2 separate regions of the Triticum aestivum genome follow, and region 1 is linked to region 2. The links are chromatin contacts, called in public Hi-C maps. All regions are on one chromosome and are shown on one strand. The core of a region is the stretch at or near the end of the contact, and the rest is flanking DNA. Distances in the headings are between cores, read along the strand shown. Region 1 has its middle 88 kb from the start of LOC123168693. Region 2 holds the start of LOC123165366 (zinc transporter 10).

Region 1 (7,197 bases), core at 4,693-7,192, 400 kb after region 2:
AGGTTGGCGAGCTCGTCCTCGAACAAAGGCTCCCCTTCGATGTCGCACTCATCCTCTTCCTCTTGCCCGTAATCCTCCGAAAACTCATGGTCGAGTGAGAAGCTGTCCAGATCCAGGCCGACCTGATCATGCACGAAGGCCACCTGATCTTGATCAAAGGTGGACGGCGTGAACGCCCCTCGGCCGCCTAGCTTTGTGTCTCTTCGGGATCGTAGCCGGCCCCGGCGGCACCGCCAGCGGCCGCCATGCCACCCTCGAAGATGATGTTTTGCATGTAGTCGTCGTCGCCGGAGCCCGGCATTACGTCGAACAGGTTGCGTGCGCCCGGCAGCACGTCGGCTGGCATGTGTCGCATGCGTTTCCTCGCGCCTCCGGATGACGAGCCACCGGCCACCGGTGTGGCGTTGAGGTCGATGGGCGCGGGCGCGGGCGTGGGAGGCGCCACCACACTCACCTCGGGCGAGCACTCCCCGGAGAGGTGGGAGGCCCGCGGGTAGACGTGGAAGCCGAGTATTGGATGCGTCGCCGACGCGCGGGGCGAGTCGGGCAGCACCATCCGAGGGAACGCGGATGAGCCGGTGCTGGCTGCGGCCACGGCGGCATTGACGAGGCCGTGCTGGCTAGGGTTTAACCCTAGCATATATAGCGCCTCCCTCGTTGCCGCCGCGATGCGGGCATTGGTGACCTCCTGCTGCGCGGTGGCGGCTGCCGCGATGGCTTCGTCCCTCGCGTCCGCCGCGTGCCTCCGACCCTTTATCTTCGCCGACTTCCTTGCCCGTTGTTCGGGCGTCAATGTCTTCTTTGGCTTGGGCGCGACGGCGGTCTTGCAGGGGGCGCGAGGCTTGCCTTTGCCGGAGGGGGCGGTCGTCATGCCGGACGAGGCGAGGGAGGCGAGGCCGATGGCGGCGTCGAGGTCGTCTTCCATGGCGGGTGGCGGGAGCGCGCACGGGCGGGAGGGTTTTTGGTGGGAAATAGTGGAGGCTGCCACCGACCAGCGGGCCAGGGGAGGAGAAGGCGAGCGCGCGTGCGTCCGTCTCGTGTCCGCGCCGACGCAAATCCGGCTCAAAAATGGGCCGGGAATGGGTCGGCAGGCGGACGAAAAGCGAACGGGCGTCTATTTGGCTCGGCACGTTGGGCCGACTTTTCTGTCCGCGCCGATCCAAACGGACGCTTACGGACGAAATGGGTCGCCCCGTTAGATTTGCTCTAAGCGATCTGAAGTGAAGCGCGCATGTGTATTAGTGTATACTGTCCCATGTTTGGATGCAGAGTTTCTGCACCCGAGCTCAAATGAGCTCGGGAAAACAGTAAAATAAAAAAATTCAAACAAATTCAAAAAATTCAATTTATTTTAGAAACATTGACAAAAGTTTTACGTGTTTGCAAAAAATTATCATGAAATCACATTTTTAGAAGACGTGGCAAAAGAAAAAACAAAATCGGTACTCTGAAATGCTACTTTTAAAAGCATTTTTTAGCATTGAATTTGTTTTTTTTTGCCACGCCTTATTGCTTCCATGACTAATTTTTAGAACTTTTGACAATGTTTCTCCTATTTTTTTGGGATTGCACTGAATTATTTTTTATTTTGCTGTTCACCGAGGAGCGGAAAGGCACTTTTGCCCATGTTTATACTTTCTCAGGGGCGGTATGCTATCTCCGTACGCGTTTCTTTTGATGCATGAAACTTGATGGACACTACACATGAGTGCATCATAAACACCGATCCATAGATGTCGCATATATACTCTGCGTCAGATGTGGAGGACCATCGATGAAGGTAGGACAATAATTGGGAAGTCCCAACAGATTGGAATGGACCTAGACTCGAGGACATAGAGTACACATCGGAAAGTAGGGTTCCATCTTACGATCAAAAAAAAAAAAGTAGGGTTCCACCTGCCATGTTCTTAGAGCATCTACGGTCGGAGTCTCAAACCATCTCTTATGCGTCCGCCGACACGCCTGATCAGTGATCGGACAGAAGAGAGAATGAAAAATGTGTCTGAACCGGATCCCTCGTATCATTCCTATACGCTCAGGCTGTCCGCGAACCCTCATATCCATCTCAAATATAGGGACGATATGAGCGCTTGCGGACGCACTCGGGCAGTCCGCCACGTAGAACGCGGCCCTACCAGGACCACCTTTTCTCTTTCTTTATTCATTCCTTTATTTCTCTCTTTTCATCTCCACCAATCATGTGTAACTGACCGGACATATTAGGAGGAAAATAAGGAGTGTGGTTGCGCGGACAAGAAATAGGGGCTCAAAACGGACGTGCCCGGTCACTGATAGGGCGCGTCCGCGGGCGTTTAAGGGGTCATATTTGCTATGTCCGGCTCCAGATACTCTTATGTACACACACATACACTCGTTCATATGAGTGCACACACGCACATGCTACTCCCATGAGTACCTCTGATTCTAAGAGACCGAGCCGACAGATATTGAGGTCGACAAAGTCAGTATAAACACCTCACTATCGATGAGAACATCACATCTCATTGAAAGAATATTCCGCCTTTGTTAGACACACAGGTGTCAAAATGTGAAATTTGATCCTTGATGGGTTGGGAGTACAATCATCCTCCTAATTATCTAACCACACATTGATTCTTTCCGGCATGAAGTTTTCTTGCCCTACAATCTCTGGTAAATTCTTTATTTTTCCATTTCTTCGCGTAGCTGCATCCAATATTATTTTCGTTTCTGTTCAATGTCCTATAATTCTCAGCCTAGGGTTCAACTATTGCTCTTTTTCTCCATATGAAGAATCGTTAGAGCATCTATAGCCGGACACCCCAAACCCGCCTCATACGTCTAGACGGGCTGTCCGGTCACTGACCGGTCATGATTTTTTAACTCAGACGGGCTCCTTAAACGGGCCTCAAACGCCTGAACTGACCGGCATCCCTTAAATCGAGTCCAAATAAGGGGCGGATATGGGGGCGCCCGGGCGCGTCCAGGCATGCCCGACAGCCCGACCCCACCTCAAATTGCACCAAATCCACCAAACCCTTCCTTCTCCTTCCGTCGCCCTCCAACCTTTCCCGTGCCTGGACCCTCGCCGTCCTCCATCCTTGCTCCCAATCCTCACAACCGGTCCCGATACACCGCCGAAGATGTCGTCTAGCCCGACCCACACCGCCACGATGGAGATGCAGTCCGCCTCGTCCGTCGGCGGGGTCACTTTGTCGGCCGCGACTTGCAAGGCAGAGAACGCCGCCCAGAAGTTGCGGCGACGCTGGCAGCGAGAGAGGGAGGCGCCGACGGCAGCACAGGGAGGTTCAGACATGGTGGAGCATCTGTCTCCTCCGCCGTGCCCGGATCCCCGCACCCCTTCCATCCGAGCGCTGACGCGGATTACGCCGTCATACCCCGTTGGGACAGAGGATGATTCGACGGCCGGTTAGGCCATTCCGGAGAGCGTTCGGCCCATGCAGATGCCGGCGGTCGACGTATGTGACTCGCCGCAGCTCTTTCGGGCACGGATAAGCACGGGCACGGGCAGTGCCCGGGCTGCCCTCGACATGTTTGACGGAATGACCGAACAAGAGTTGGTGCATTTTCTTTGCTCCTGTCCGATCAGATTTTTGCATAGAACACTAGTTCATTTCACACATGATGAATGCTTGCAAACCATAATCATGTAGGAGGCATTCTTGTCGATCACGATCAATGACAATGAAGATCCGACCAAAATGGAGTATGAATTGGAGGCCACTGCCGCATTTGAAGTTGGAACAACGTCCTATCCCATTCGAGCAAGAAGAAGAAGAAGAAGAAGAAGAAGAAGAAGAAGAAGAAGAAGACCAAGTCGCCGAAGGCAAGAGGTCCAACATTCTCAAGATTTGAGGACATCTTGTTGGTCAAATTTGGTTGGCCACAACGATGGATCCAATATGCGGCACCGAACAAAAGGGGAACACGTATCACGAACAAAAGGAGTATGTGGAGCCGCATCCTATCGTGACCACCCGCAATGTGGCATCTCTCCAACATCGTTGGGGGATCATTCAAGGAGAAGTGAACAAGTACGTCGGCTACTACTCATAAGTGACCAAACGCACTCAAAGTGGAAGGGGAGTAGCAACTCACGTAAGCTCAATTGCTTCATCTTGTCGTCATTTGCATATGCTTCTTGTGTTTGCATTCTCGTGCTCATACATATGTTGTTTGCTAGACCGTGGTGGCGGCCACTTTGGATCACGAGGTGGAGAAGAAGCCATTTGCTTTTAGCCAATGTTGGGTCATATTGAATGGCAAGCCGAAGTGGAACCAACTTGTGGCCGATCTCAAGTCCGACAAGAAGAGGAATGATGGCTCAAGCTCCAACCAATCAATTGGGTTGGACGATGAAGAGGATGTTGTTGTTGTGACGAATGAAAAAACCACCGTGCCAAAGGATAACCGCCAAGTCATGGGAAACAAATGGGAGAAGGCACGTGCTGCCCGTGATGCCGCGGCTACCAAAATGTCGTCCACATGGACGGGCATTTTTTCGGTGAGAGAGAACAATAAGGAGGAGAGGTACAAGTTCATGTTGGATGCGCAAAAGGAAAGGATGGAGTGGGACCAGAAGAGGGTGGAGAAGAAGCTCGAAATTGAGAGGGACAAGATCGAGTTGGAGAAGCAACAAGCGGCGATCAAATGGGAACTCAAGAAGGCCAAGACATTTGGCGCTGTGGAGGTTGAGAAGGAGAGGTTGCAACTCGCACAGAAAGGGAAAGATGCGAGGATCATGTTGGCGGACGAAACCCTCTTGGATGAGCATGCGAAGAAGTGGCTTACGGACAAGAAGTAGATCAACGACTGGAGGGAGTACAAGACGGCGAGGGCGGATGCGGCCCATATGCAGGCGGAGGAGGCAGCACGGATGCAGGCGGAACAGGACGCATTCCGCCTGGCGCATGACACATTCCACTCGGAGCAGGCGCCCGGCCAGTGATCCGAGGCCATCTGTCACGCTCAGACATTGATTTCATTTTGGCATGTTCGGTTTGTTGAATTATGATTTGCTTTGCTTTGTTTCGAACTTTAAAATTCGGAGAATTTGTATCGTATGATCGACGTGCATGGATTGCATGAAATTGACGACCGGAATTTGCAGCATATGAATATATGACGCAACATTTAAAAGGTGTCCGATCTATGCCCACGGACGCGTCCTGATACATCCTTCGGTGTTTGAGGACCGGATTTACCAAGTCCGACTACATATGCTCTTAGGCTAATTTAACAGAAATGGTGGCAGCCTGCCTGCCTGGCCGCCCCGGTAGGCATGGCAGATTGACTGTCAGACGTAGAGAAATCAAGCAAGGCTGATGGCGATGCATGCAAGAATGCCATCGTTGCACTTGCGTGCTACTGGTGGTAGTAGGTTTTCACTCGCGTCACCGTCGCCTTTCCCCGGGCCTCAGGGCAGTGCGAAGTGCGTGCGAGGAACGGTTGGTCCTAGTGGCGGTGCCTGTCAGCTTATGGTTGGAGCCCCTGGGATGGCTACGTACGCTGCTTACACACTCACCAGCTAAAACCCTCCCCACTCCACTAATTCTTATTCCTTGGAAGAAAAAAAGCTCAACTGATCGAGAACGTATGCTGTCTGCCCTCGTACGTAACGCGTGATTGGCGCATGACGGCATGGGTCACGATAGACGCACCACGCCGGCCTCCCACGGCTAACAACGGTTTTAATTAAGCCACGCTAGATACGTACTACTAATAGTTGCGAACGGAAGAGAGAAGAGAACTAGCCGGAGGTCAAGCACACGGAATGTGTATGTTCGAGGGGAAAGAGATCGCTGCACCGGCACATGCGCATCACGTCGTCGAGCTAGGCGCGATGACTGAGTTTCCGAGTCGTTCTGTCGTCTCGTCGGTCGTCGGTACGCCAACCGTTACGGTTAGGATCTGACGCGACGCCTATGGCCTACTGGGCGGGCCCCGCGTGCCACCCAGAGCGTCGACGTGAGGGCTCCCGCAGCGCACGGCGAGTACGTGCTTTCTCTCCTGTGATTGGACGGGAGGTGGTGGCCGTCATGTTCACCACCCGCCGGTTTGTTTACTCCATCCGACTCCGATCTTGTTTAAAGCTATCTCCGGCTCCGCGCTTCAGTTTCAGTTTTTAAAGTGCCTGCTGCTTGCCCTGATGGGTGCTTCAGAATTCGTGCGCCGTCCTACTTTTCCTGTCGATGTTACATGATGAAGTGTAGAAGCGCTAATAACTGGCCAATCTCGAGGTCGTTTGGTTGTGGTGTCGACACAAAAAACATATCCATGTGTCTTGTCCAGAGCCTCAAGCGGATGGAGCTATTGCACCCCCCACCCGCATCCCATATCGTTAATATAAACTTTAATTTTCGGATTTACCACGAACAAAATGGAGAACGAGGATTTACCATGAACAAAATGGAGAACGATATGGTCTCAGTGAAATCTTTACCTTGTTTCTTCTTTGGAAGAAGAATTGTAATGAAGTTGGCCGTTTTAGGGAGGGCCCGTGTGCCAACATATATCTAGCATACCCGTAAAAAAAAACATATATCTAGCATAGACTATCGGGCCCTGGCACGTGAAATTCTAATGGGGCTAATTTCCCTTTTTTTTGTATAATACCGAGCTGAAGTCAGCCTGGTCGGGGCAGCGCTACGTCTCGCTTAAAGTGAGACCTAGCGTGCTCTCGTGTCAGCGCCACATATACGGGCCAGCCCAGGCGCGCGGGAGACCATGCCCTTCATTTTTTTCTCTTTTTCATGCTTTTTTTTACTTCCGTTTATACTTCCAAATATTCTAAATTAATTAATTAAAAACATATTTAAATAAAACATTTAAATAAAATATTAACCAAACATTTGAAATTTGTTAAATGTATATAAAGAAAATGTTCCTCATGTATACAGAAATATACAATATATGTGAAGAAGGATGATTATGTATTTGAAAATACGAATGAAGCATTTGAAAAAATGTTGAACAAGTATTTTAAAATTTTAATCAAGCATTTGATTTTTTTTAAAATGTGTATACAAAATATTGACCATTTATTATAAAATGTTAAACTTGTATATGAAACATGTTAATCAAGCATTGAAAATGTTAAAATGTGTATATAAAAAATTCTTGACCATGTATTCCTAAAATGATAATTTTTTATTAAAAAAATGTTAATCAACACTTGAAAATGTAAAAAATGAG
Region 2 (6,655 bases), core at 1,444-3,943:
TTCAAACAGACCTGCCATTGTATTCGAACAGTTGAAACGACTTTCAGAAGATCCACATTGATGTATGTGCAAGATTATACTTGAGAACAGACAAGTCCTCTTATCTAACACCGAGGATGAACTGTACATCTGCAAAGACTGTTGGGACTCAAAAACTCTTTATTCCCTAACTAACTTGTCCCAATTCTTTACCACCAAAATGTACCCCAGAGAGGGGCTTCCTTTTCTGTGACCAAAAGAGGACATTACCCGGCCCAGCACCATGAGAAGATCAAACAAAAGAATGGACAGAGAAAGAAAAAGCCTCCCATCTTACTCAGTTACCGGTAGCTAGGCAACAGGTCGTAGTGCGTTGAACGCCAAGCAGCTTGTCCCAAGCTTCAAGAATACTCACTGGCACTAAGCCCAGATAGCAAGTGATGACATGGCAATAGCCCCGACAAACAAGGCAACGTATGAGCACACTTGCAGCCTCGGATTGCAGCTCATCCTCCGGCTAAGGAAATCAGCAGCAATGAGATCCACTAATGCCATATAGATCAGTATACCAGAAGACATTGAATCCAGAATGCCTTCCACCACCAATGCCCTGGGGCTGTTGGCGTTGTAGAACGATGCGATCCCCGCCCCGACAGTGATCCCAATAGGTGTTGTGATAGCAAAGAAGAAAGCCATCAGGAGTGCAGAGAAATTCTTGAACTGAGCCTGCATTTGTTCATACAGAATGATGAATTGATGCAATTAACATGACGAAGGGCACATGAGTGCTAACTTCAAGTGAGGAACTGCTAACCATAAAGCAGAAATGAAGCGGACATTAACCTCAGAAATGCAGCCACCCAAGGCAAAACCCTCAAAGAACTGGTGGGAGGAGAGGGCAGCAACAAGAGGCTTAATGGTACATGGGCTCTGCGAAACGCCCAAGGATAGCCCGATGATCACCGAATGCGATACAATCCCCATTTCCAAAATCTTGCCAACAATACAGAAAATCACTATTTAGCATACTTTGCAGATTTCCAAACTCAAAACATCTATCACGATAGCACATTTCGAATAGTTTTGCTCATATATATGTTCACTTGTGCTAACATTTTTCAGATATAACTTAGCATAGGAAATTTCACTGGCTGAACTCAAACATGTAAGACCCTAAGCACGTAGTATGTGTTTACATAGCTAACCTGCGTAGAAAGGTAGTAATAATTCGGGGGTTTTGTGAATTTCAAGTTGTCTGATCTTTGGATGACTGGATTTCGTTGGGAGATTGACTTCAACATTATTCGATTCTGAATTTTTAATTCAACGCATAAAAGATGTGACTTAACTAAAAGTTTGTTGCCTTAAGAACTGGCAACAATATTAAATTGCCCGTACCTGCGAGACAACGACATGATGAGCTTGGGACGGCCTCTCGTCGCCCCCATGCCCATGGTCATGGCCATGGCCGTGGGCGTGGGCTTGGGCATGGGCGTCGTACACGGCTCCTCCATCGCACGCGTCATGGCCATGCGCATGGCTATGCTGGTGCGCCGCCGCGTGCGCGCGCATGCCCACGATGTGCATGGCGTCCTGCTTCTCGTCGTCGCCGCTCACCGCTGCGGCAGCGATCCCTGCGAGCGCGCCGTCCTCGAGCAGCGCCGTGGTGTCATCACGCGCGGCCGCGGCGGCGGAGGCCTCCTCGCCGTGCCTGCGCTCGTAGAAGCGGGTGCCGACGAACTCCATGACGAGCGTGCCCAGGGCGGCGAGCATGGCGATGAAGCCCGGGAAGGGGAACCGGCGCCACGGCGTGGCCGGGAGGCACGGGTCCGCGAACTTCTCCTCGGCGTCGTGCATCATGTGCACGAAACCCGTGGCGAGGATGACCCCCGCAGCGAACGCCTTGGCGAGCACGAACGTCCCGCCGCCGGAGGACGCGCCCTCGCCGCCGCCGCCGCCGCCACCGCGCCGCCTCCGGCCGACGAGCGGGATGGCCACGCCGACCGCGCCGGCGATGAGGATGGCGGCGACGGCCACCATCTTGAGCCTGAGCGCGGCCGCCTCGTCGCGGCACTCCTCGTCGTCGCCCGCCCCCTCCTCGCAGCTCGCCGCGGAGACCGACGCTGCCATCGCCGACGACCAAGCGGTGCCCCACCGCGTCAGAATCACGAGCTCCCACGATGGGTTTAGTGAAAATAACCACAAATAACCCCTTAATTAGCACATATATTTACCAGCGAATTGGTGTAGGTGGGTGCGGAGGTAGGGGACGTAGTACGACTCCATCTCCTGCCATTAGAGGAACGGAAGAACCGAACAATTAACAAATTTCGCCTCGCAATTCAGCGCTGCGTAGAACAACGCGGCAGCAAGACGAAGAAGCAGACACAATTCTGAACGCCATCGCTGCCGCTGTGAAGAAGAAGAAGAAAGAAGACTTGAAGAGAGGACGGCAGGGGAAGGCGCTCACCTCGAAGAACGCCATGGCCGCCGCGGACAACAGAATATCCACTCTCCAGAACAGTCGACGGATTATTCGATCCGATTCGAGGAATGAAATTAAACCAATTTATGGGCGGCCGCACCGCGCGGCGCACCTGCATGCGGCGGGGAGCAGACACATGCGTCGCCACGCCACATCGGTGCGCGGGGCCCCCACCACGGAGAGGGTGTCGTCATCCCCACCCCGCCGCCGTCGGTTGGGAGATCTTACGGGCCCCGGCGGGCCAGCGCCGCGGGTGGGCCCGGTCAGGCGTGCGTGCAACTGGGTCCTTCGGGTCCAACCGTCAGTGGGTCGCCATGGAAGGGGCCGGTCAGGCGCGCGGGGTGGCGGGCGTGGGAGCCGTTATCAGTGGCTCGCGTGGGCCGGCATTTCGTTACCGTGGACGCGGGCAAGTGGACGTGGAGGTACGACGATGTCGACACTATGGCGCCCGCGCCCGTGCCGCCGGACGGGCGGTCGTTGTGGGCGGCATGATCTACGCCCGGATTGCCAACTGCGATCTCGCCTTGGCTCTACATGCATTGTCTACGAATCTCACAAACAATAATCTACTGGGAAGAGTTGCGTTGCGTTCGACTAGCTCTTTCCGACGAAAGGTACACTCTCACACGGTTTTTATACGTGAAGCCTCTCAGGAATTCCCAGTTCTAACCTATCAACCGATCGTTTCACTCTCGTCCGTGGCGGCTGGAACCCTAGCCGCCGCCAGGAGAGACCAATCTTCCAGCGGCTCTCCTCCGCCGGCGACCTCGGTCGTCGGTAGTGAGGGGGGTCGCCCACATGTGGATCGATTTTACTCCCTTGTTATTTATCGTCTTGGCTTCGGCGACGACGATGACGACGTTGAATAAAGATTTTTCGGATACTTTTCTGACGAGGTCATCGGTCTTATGGTTGGGGATGGATTTAGGAACTAGTTTGTTCAAGGAAGAATGGTGCGGTGGGGCGGCATCCTCATGGTGGACCTGTGTCCTCGGGCTTCGCCGTTGCGACGGCGTTTGCTCCAGCTTCGACGCGGAGTTTGGGAGGTAGTTCAGGAGCGGATGCAGATTGTGGTCTGCATCGACGACATCTGGAAGACGGAACGTGTGCTGGGTTCGTAGTTCGTGGATGGCAGGTATGGTTTCCTCCTTCGACGTCTTAGTCGTGGTAGAGTGCCAGATCTGGAGTTCGATGGTGTGTCGGGAGTGTTGCCCTGGTCTGATTCGTTCAACGGCAAGGGCTTTACTTTTGGTAAGCCACCTTGGAGGTCCGCAAAGCTGCATATCAGCGATGGAACCGCGTCGAGCTCGGATGAGAAGGTGATCAGTCATTATTTTCTTCGGTGGCTGCTATGGTGGTGCTTGAGGCAGGTGACGGGTGTTGGTGTCAAGCTCAGAGATGTTCTGCTATCTTTTCAGTTTGTCATATCGGTTCTTACGTGATTTGTACTTTGACCTTCACGATATGAATGAGACACGTATTACCATGTAAAAAAAAGTCTCAAGCTCTGCTAGTTCTCGGCAGTCTGCTTGTATAATATTCTCTGGAATACATCAAAGAGCCTCTCAAGAGGAGTACGGATAAGCAGTTGGCTCGTAAGCTCTTATGAAAATTAATACCAAATCAATGAGTAATTAGTATGAATCGGAAGGGATAATTAAATTAGTTGCACCGTCCATTGAACAGTTCTTCGTTTTTTGACTTCTAATAAACAGAAAATTAACAAGAAAAAACTAAGAGACGTCAATAGTGTATAGCCTCTTGGACTATGAAGAAGAAAATGTAGTGGGATCACTGCCACCAATTGTCTTCTTCATAATAACATAAGGGTAAATAAATATATACGCTACTCACCTGACCTTCTCTTTCAACTCTTGATGAGGATTTGGTCACACTTCATCGCTGAATCACACAAAGTGACAGATCATATATGCCTAGATTAATTTAGTAGTTTAGAGGAAGAATATTTGGTGCACCAGCTGCTTGTAGAGCAAACAATGAACCAAGCCCAGTTGACACGTTCTTTTTAAAATGTGAAATAATAAGACACACTCTCTCCCCCTTATATGTCCAAGTCGTCAGCGGGTTTTTTTCATGGGAGTTATGCGGGGCGCAATGCCTTTGAAATGAAGAAAACTATAGTAGGAAGCATGAAGAAGAAGCCGCTGAAACTTCAATGGCGCGACAACGATTGAGTTTGAGTGCCCTCAAAAGCACCCCCCACTACCTACAAATATAGTTGAACCCTCTTTTTGGAGCGTCTTTCAAACATTATGAAGTGTGAAGGGATGACGACTCTATTGGAGCGTCTTTTGCCTCTATAGTCTCCATATTAGCGGTTATTATAGAGGGAGGGACATATCACGACTTTGCTAGAGTTGCTCTTAACCCCATCAAATTTTATCGAACTGCAAATACAACTACATTCGAACCTTCAAATGTCCTAAGAGGTAGCTAATGAGAAAAAAATCTTGATAACTCCAATCTAGAGTTGATTTGCTTCCACAAAATAGTGACATGGCAACTAACAAAGCATAGCGAGTAAATATGCATTATTTCTACAGTAAAGCACCCGCAATTTCATATATATGTGGCACCCTTGCACTTTAGGTGGTCAATATGTGGAACTCATCAAACTATGACAAAGTGGACATTGCTGCCATTTGCCATGAAATCAAGGAACTAGGTGGGGTTTTTGCCAGCTTCGTGTTATCTTATGTTGAGCCTGAAGCTAATGAAGCTGCTCATAGGTGTGCTAAGCAGGCTAGTGAGTCTAGGAGGAGGTACCTTTGGATTAACTCTATTCCATTTTTCCTACATAATTGTATGAAGCAACCTTGTACCTCTACTGAGTAATATATAAAGCTCTTTTTAAAAGCTCTTTGAGATGCAAAAAATAATGGAGTGAGCATGCATGTCACAATAATATGTGGTCCAACACTTAATTAGATCCTAAGTAATAGTGAAATTTAGGACAGGCCAAACAAGCTAAAAATTATGGAGTAGGCCCAACATAATCAACAGTGTCACAAAATTTCAGGTCCACATTTGAAACATAACTCTAAAGAAAAGGACAAAAAATATCAATAGTGGCGGTGGCTTTGAAAGATATTAGATATAAGAGTAGGTTTCTTCTTAAACTAAAACTTTTTGTAATTATTATAAAAAGATATAAGAGTAAGTCCAAGGTTTTTTTCCTTTAGATTTTTCAGAACATCTAAATATGTCAATGGGACGAGTTTAACATGTGTTATTCAAAGACTAACTTGCACCAGACACTACTTAGTGTTGAATTCATCTAGTTTGTATCACAACCTATGTTATCAATCTACGACATGGAGTACTACATAAAAGACTAAGTCCAAGTTTTTTCTTTCCTTCAGTTTTTTTAAAACATTTAAATATGTCAATTGGGACGAATTGCACTGGGTGCACTACAAGCTCGGCCGGTATACCAAAATATTTACCAATAATTTAAAGAATATTGAGGGAATCACCTAGAGCATCTAGATATGTTGAGGTCAGTGTTTCGGTGCACAAGAGCATATGCTCCCGCAGATGAAAAATAAAATTGAGAAAAATAGGGGGAAACCCAAACAAAATTGATTTTTTGGCACCAAAGATGAAAGTTTTCTAGGTGTGTGAAAACTTTCGTGGAAATACGACATCAGAGCAGCTTTAGACAAAAAAAATATAAAAATAGGAGTTTTGAGAAATGCTCAACTTGGAGCATTGGTTTTGTTTTTTCTTCCCCGAGCTTTCCTGGTCCAATGTCATATTCTCATGAATTTTCGTGCTTTCATCTTTGAAGTACAAAAAACAAGATTTTTTATTTGCTTGCTATTTTATCACCCGGAAGCATATGAGCTCTTGATCAACTATGGATTTTCGGAGCCACCTAATGCTTGTATTTTTACTTATATTTTGACTAAATGAAGTTGTTGATATTTACCTTAAGCTATGTTTGTCATTCTTGACCCAAATTCAATGGAGGGACATAGATTCGTAGGCAGGATTTCTCGTCAAGGTGGTCCAATTGATATTCAAAATATATTTACACCACAACACAACATGCTAGCAGAGGCAGAGCCATGCGTCAACCTAATAGGACCACCGCCCACCCCCAGCTTTGAAGAAATTTATGATATTTCTATGGGAGGGCTTGTTTGGGGAAAATAGCCTTTGTCCCCC

Evidence for each region. Hi-C and Micro-C count contacts between places; a contact is called where the count stands out from the background.
Region 1: a contact with region 2 is called in a Hi-C map of leaf, with 4 times the contacts expected there. The contact joins the enhancer-like site here to the promoter of LOC123165366 in region 2. A contact is called at or near these places in 2 of 5 Hi-C or Micro-C datasets (both in leaf).

Annotation. Positions count from the first base shown.
Region 1 is chr7D:467,545,634-467,552,830 of IWGSC CS RefSeq v2.1, forward strand. No RefSeq gene overlaps it. Among protein-coding and RNA genes, the nearest start is that of LOC123168693, 88 kb to the left of the region's middle. Within about 2 kb of position 5,943, at least 2 of the 8 cell types and tissues checked have an H3K27ac peak or open chromatin away from gene starts, as enhancers often do. A contact at or near this core is called in leaf, where this site is marked.
Region 2 is chr7D:467,145,094-467,151,748 of IWGSC CS RefSeq v2.1, forward strand. LOC123165366 (zinc transporter 10) reads right to left here and starts at 2,694. Exons shown (of 5, transcript XM_044582998.1): 1 at 2,450-2,694; 2 at 2,214-2,268; 3 at 1,378-2,102; 4 at 794-972; 5 at 1-705. The coding sequence starts at 2,464. The coding sequence ends at 675.